Regions from separate parts of the Cyprinus carpio genome. Here region 1 is linked to region 2. The links are chromatin contacts, called in public Hi-C maps. All regions are on one chromosome and are shown on one strand. The core of a region is the stretch at or near the end of the contact, and the rest is flanking DNA. Distances in the headings are between cores, read along the strand shown.

Region 1 (3,304 bases), core at 491-2,990, 53 kb before region 2:
TATTATAACTAATGCTATAACACAACAGAGCTGAGATAGGTCTCTTAACCAAATATCTAAATAGATCGCTGACCCCTAAATATCCCTCTTACCTCATTGGCAGGTCCATCTGTTGTCTCCCCTGATTGGATGCTGCCAGAAAACGGACCCCACATGGTGTCACCTGACAGGTCCCTGAGGGCCAGGACCTTGAAGTCATCAGCACTACCGCTTAGCATAAGATCATCTGTTTACACAAAGAGCAAGAAAGAGTGTAAATACATCAGAACAACAATTAAAAGCAGGTAGAGCAGAAGTGTTAGTTTGTTTTTCTGTGGTGTTTGCTAAGGTGACAGCTATTGTTTATATTTAAGTAGGGAAGCTCCAATATTACAATTCAAGCTGATAAGCCAATAAGCTAATAATTATTTTCATGTTATGGCCGATAACTGATAAATGGATAAGTCTATACAATTTTGTCTAAATAAATAAAAAAATTAAAAAACACCAAAAACCAATCGTTTTCAATGTTAGAAGTGAAATCAGGCATCACCTCCAAAACAAAATACAAAATAATAACACATACACTTAAAAAAAAAAATATAAAAAAAGAGAGAATCTGAGGGTGCAAAAAAAATGAATAAATAAGCTTTCCATTGATGTATGGTTTGTTAAGACACTATTTGGTCGAGATACAACTATTTGAAAATCTGGAATCTGAGGGTGCAAAAAATATTGAGAAAATTAAGTTCTTAGCAATGCATATTACTTATCAAAAATGACGTTTTGATAAATTTACGGTAGGAAATTTATAAAATATCTTCATGGAAGATGATCTTTACTTAATATCCTAATGATTTTTGGCATATAAGAGAAATGGATAATTTTGACCTATACTATGCTACTTATGACTGGTTTTGTGGTCCAGGGTCACCTATATTAGACTGATACATAGTTATATGAAAAAAAAAGTAATAATAATGGTAAAAGTTAATAAAAAAATCCCACAAAGAGACCTTATCTAGGAGCCAGAATACCATAGTTACTTTGAGGCTTTTTTGACCCAGTATGCAACAACCTACTATAGCAAGTAGCAACCACACAGTAATTTGCTAAAACCACTCTGAACACCATAGAAAACCATATCTATTTCAGTCTTTAGCATTATTATGCATCAATTCCAAAATCGACTACCAAGTCTAGTACCACTAGGGGGAGTTTGGCGCTCACCGAGCAGTGACACTGGACCAAAACAGAGAGAACCTCTGTACTTCCTATAAGAGATAAGTGCAGTGTGATGGGAGTCAAGGCTTTGGTGAGTCACAAACGCAGTCCTGACACAGGAACAAACACAGGCTCCACAAACAGAGATATGGAGCAGCTGACACAAAAGCCAACCGTTCACTCAACCTAGAATTTTACATATTTAGATACATTTACTGAAAAAGCTCAAAATGTCCTCGCTACAGTTGGTAACTTCTTCAGAAGGAGCTTCGCTGGGGAGGTCGACCTGTGGTGGTGCTCCAGTCCGTTCCAGCATCTTCGTCCCAATGTAGCTCTGTTTAACTACCCCCCACCCCTTTAGCCCCCCCACCAGTGTCGCTTTTGGGGGTCGGGCTAAAGTGCTGGGTCCGATAAGAGTGTTTGTCTAACACTCTCCATGTCAAAACACTCATCTATCTTCTCTGTATCTATCCCCACCAGAGAACAACAGACAGACGCTGATAAAATGGCTTTCCCACAGCCAAGACGCGGATCGGGGGAGGGCGTGAGGGAGAGAGAGAGGGCAACAGGAGTGAGAGAGAAGGGTATATAGGTGGAATGGGACAGATGCTGGACAGACACATGGCACTGAGCAAGACTTGCCAGAAAATATAACTGCAATTGTCTAAAAGGTAGTATTAAATGATTAGTTATAAATCAGTCAGTGGTGGGTTGGGTTTGGGTGTTATTAATGACAGGCTGGGCCTCTGTCAGCAGTCTAAAGTCCAATGTTCTACATCCACAGCCCAAAACTGCTATCTACTATATGTCTTCTAATCTAAGCCCAGCATCAGTGCCCACCCTGACCTCTCACATGATCATATCTTATCACTACTGCAGCCATTATTCAGCCATTATTACCAATAGACTACACTAAAATAGCACTGGTATAATTCCTACATATGCAATTCCTACACCATCTGTTTTTATTATACAGTAGCTCAGCAGATGGTGACAGTAAACGGGTAGCTTTTCAAGAGGAAAAATAAATATATTAATAAATTCTGAATTGGTAAATTCAATGAAAAAGTCCAAGTTAACAAAAAAAAAAATTTTTTTAAAAAATTCCGCAAATTATTTTTACTCTCAAAGCTGATTCTCATTAGACCTAACAATTTAGCATATATTACAAAAAATTGTCATTACCAGATGTGACTTTTCTTGTTTTTGCAAATTATTTTTACTCTCAAAGTTGATTCTCATTAGATTATATACAGAAGTTTTATATAATTAAATTTTGGAAAATGTAAAAAATAAGCCACTTATCTATTAAAATAATTTTATTAATAGTAAATAATAATAGTAATAATAAAAAGAACTAATGTATAACCCTTAATTATTATTACAACTATATACTAATAAGTATTAAGACTAATAATAAATAAAAATAATCACTGTTAACATTATGTTATATATAATGTAATATATCAAATGTATAATATTTATATTATACAATATATACATTTAATATAGAAAGGGGGAAGAGAGAGAACGAGAGCCTATAAATGCTTATCTTTATCTTCACATTACAGTATTAAGAATTAATGATTTTTGTATAAAATAAAATATTTAAAAATACTGAATTTACTGAATACATTTACAATATTCAAATTAATTAAAAAAATATTTAAGATTTAAATATTAAGATTAAATAATAGTTTAAAGATTCTATTGTTAAATACAATAGATAAATACATACACGTTCTCAACAGGTTTCATGAAATTGACCCAAATGTGGTCATTCTTAACATGAGGGAAGTGTTAAAGTACACAGTGCTGATGCACCTTTCCATCAAGCTAAACTGTTTTCAGGGCTTCTGCTCGACAATTCACAACCATAATCCTCGTGAGCAACCCAAACACCTCCTCTCTAAAGACCAAGAAGTCTTATCTTTAAAACCCTACCATTTTCCCACACAATACATTGACACACTCATGACGCTGCCCTTGTGTTGGGCCACAGCAACTCCCCTACAATAACCCCATCAACCTTATCGATAGCTCTGCGTGACCGGTTCCCAAAAATGTACGCCACCCTTATCGATAGCGATGAGTCCACAGA
Region 2 (3,299 bases), core at 766-3,265:
CTGGATGAAGAACTGAAACAGCGCCTGGCACCAGAGCATAACGACTTTTCAGCGCTGTTGGTTCTTTTCACAGAAAGAGAGGGAGAGGTAAGGGTCAATGAATTTGATTTTTACTTTAGGAATTTATCGACCACAAAATGTTAAGGGTTGCTTCAATCAAAACTGAATTTATGTCACCTTCACGTCGTTCGTGTATGACTTTCTTTCATCACAGGAAGTCAAAAGAATCTCCCGCTTGCTTTTTGCCAATCACAATTAATGATAAACGAAGATGTCAAGTCTCAAAAAGGATGGTATGATCATCTCAATAGTATAATAAAAGTGGCTGATAAGACTAGCACACTATATTCCAAGTCACATGATAGTTATTCACTAATAATCTTTCACTCCAGTGAGCTGTTAACAGCTGCGACCAGTTCAGCTGAACTCAAGAACCAAATCAGTTTGAGTTATGAACGAATAATTCTGATTGGTTTTGTGAATTGTATCAAGCGAATGAAACACTGCTACTTTTCTCAGGAAAGTGACAAGACATAGTTTCTCCTTTTGCTTAATATAGCAAAAGGTTATAATATATAATTTTCAAGGCTTAACGTCTTTGGTCACCATTCACTGTCATTAAATGGAAAACAGAAACCAAGACATTCTTCAAAATTTCTCCTATTGCGTGCCACAGAAGAAAGTAAGTCAAACAAGTCTGCAGCATGCAAATAATGACAGAACATACTATCTCGAATACAATCGTAAAAAAAATGTCATTTTAAGACCAACTAATGGTGGCTGAACATTATAGGGTTAAAATGGATAGATGGAAAAAAAGATCCAATTGTAATCCACTATCATGTGAAGAGATCAGCTGGGCGCGCTATCTGACGTCTCATCTCTGGAAAGAGAACTGAAAAGCCGGAGGAAAATGCAACAGCAGCCTCCGTGCAGCCACAGACAGAAAACAAATAAAAGATCCAATTTTAATCCTTATCTCGACTGGGATCGGATCGCTGTTTATCTGAACTCATATCGTCTTTTTCAGAGAACAGTGACGTTTCCACAACAGTATTAAACAGGAAGCCACTGTTACACTTCAGTTGGAGCAGACGAAAACACTTTTACGAATTAAAAAGTCAAACAAAACGCGTTTATTACACACAATTATCGCCGCTGGGTTTGAAAAACGAAGCGCGAGTTTGTTCAGCAGCGTTGACGTGCCGCGCTCTTTTACAAAATGAGCTGCGCGTCCTAAAAGCGGTTGGTTACTATGGTGCCAGTTGTAAATAAATGTAGCCATTTCTAATTTTCTGCGGTCTTAAAACCATTAAAACACGAGAACTGTTTGAACAGACCGCTCATACATCTAGAGCGTGCCATTTGTCTCGTGTTAACAGAAAGATCTTGTCAGTTTCCACGAAATTGTTTAAACGCACGACAACGCTGCGCTCACAAAAACAACGCTATCCAGTCATATGAATAGTATCACACACTTTTTACAACGAGTCACCATTTACGACAGCAGCACCGGTACTCGTAAAACTTTAAACTCTTACGTTTGATCTGCCGGGGTTTGCTCTGCTTTCTTCGGGACATGCTTATTCCGTCGTTCCTGCTCAGCTTGCGGCAAAAGCGATCAGTCCACCGGGGTCACTAGCAGTAACAGCAGCACTGGATCACAGCTCTCTGCCCCTCCGAAGACACCCGCATGACCTGTACTTTAATATTCAGAGCCGAAACAGCTACCTGTGGCCGACTTCTCGACGTCTTCCCAGAGGAGCGATCTATCCTCTCCGTTAGCCACAATAAACTCTGCCGATGTTAGCCCTGACAGCGCATATGTTGCTGGAGAAAACTGCACCTTTAGCTGTTAATGATTTGTTTATGTCTACTCCGGTGAAGCAAGAAAGAGCGCAGTTCTCAGCAGGGCTCGATCAACACATGAAACAGTGGCGCTGATATGTTATGACACGCCTCCGTCACGCCCCTTGCGTATGATGCCACTACGCTCGCGCTCCCAGCAAGCTCTCGATACCCCTAAAATCACACTTCCATCAGTGCAAGGCATGCAACGTGTGCCTTGCACACGTATATTGCATGAAAAAAAAAAAATCTTAAGGATGAGCGTATGATGGGCTGTTCAAAAAAATAATGTGGTTATTTACCACTACTCGTTATGAAATCAGTATTATAATTTTGTATTGCATAAATAATATATAAACGATTATATATGCATAGTAATAATACTTTTGTTATATATTTTATAATAGTACTTATTTTTATAAATAATAAATATTATAAAATACATTTTAATCAATACAATAATATTTTTGAATTATTTATTGAATTATTATTCAATTAATATAGATAGATAGATAGATATTAGATAGATAGATAGATAGATAGATAGATAGATAGATAGATAGATAGATAGATAGATAGATAGATAATTATTATTATAAAATACATTCTAATAAAATATTTTATATTATTCTATTAAAGTTTGAATAATAATAATTATATTATTATAAATAATTATCATAAAATGATTAATTTAAAATATTAAAAAAATACAAAAAAATACACAATTCTATACAATATTAATACTACATTTAATTGGTATTTATTATTATTTGTTATTTGTTGTACTTTTTATGTAAAAACTAATTTATAAATAAATATTTTGTGGTCACTGTTCTGTGGTAATTGTTGTTCTCTCTTTTTTGCTGCTGCAGCATTGCAGTTCATCTCACGCAGGATTCAATAAATATTATTCTATTGTGTTTGTCTACGTTAAATGAGGGCGTGACCAATAGCTCCAAGTAAATGTTGGGTGGTGATTACTGAAATACAAAAGTACTACAATTATAGCTGTCAATCAAGATATGGTTACTTAAAAAAGGGAGAATGCTATTACTGTTTTCTTTGCAGAGATGCTGGCACTGTGACCTCCTCAAAAACTCACTGCTTCCATCTAGTGACCAACGAAAAACCTTATCTCATGCCTCTCAGTAGAGGCCAGCATGTCCCAAATGGCACCCTAAACCCTTGTGGTCTTCCTCTGAGTCCGGATCGAATGCACATAACGGCCTCAAAGGGGATGAATGCTAAAATGACAAACGAGACACCCTACTACGGTCTCGTGGACTTAACGGACACGTGCACGCGGCGGCCATTGTAGGTCCGTAAGACCGCAAGTGCACTGTTCCATTTCAACTTCTAAGGCAACCACAAATAATACAAAAAAAAAACACTATATATTTTTTTGTGTTGCGTCATGATTTATTAAGATTTGTTAGAAGGTTCAGAGCAAA

The links. A called contact is a pair of places that touch in the nucleus more often than the background predicts.
Region 1: a Hi-C map of liver shows a contact between it and region 2, with 5 times the contacts expected there. The contact joins the enhancer-like site here to the promoter of LOC109056170 in region 2. A contact is called at or near these places in 7 of 8 Hi-C or Micro-C datasets (liver, red blood cells and skeletal muscle).

Annotation. Positions count from the first base shown.
Region 1 is chrB18:18,590,942-18,594,245 of ASM1834038v1, reverse strand. LOC109056170 (zinc finger protein ZFPM1-like) reads right to left here. Exons shown (of 9, transcript XM_042744179.1): 4 at 93-226. Among protein-coding and RNA genes, the nearest start is that of LOC109056170, 53 kb to the right of the region's middle. Within about 2 kb of position 1,740, at least 3 of the 8 cell types and tissues checked have an H3K27ac peak or open chromatin away from gene starts, as enhancers often do. A contact at or near this core is called in liver, where this site is marked.
Region 2 is chrB18:18,538,256-18,541,554 of ASM1834038v1, reverse strand. It overlaps LOC109056170 (zinc finger protein ZFPM1-like), which reads right to left and starts at 2,015. Exons shown (of 9, transcript XM_042744179.1): 1 at 1,542-2,015. The coding sequence starts at 1,581.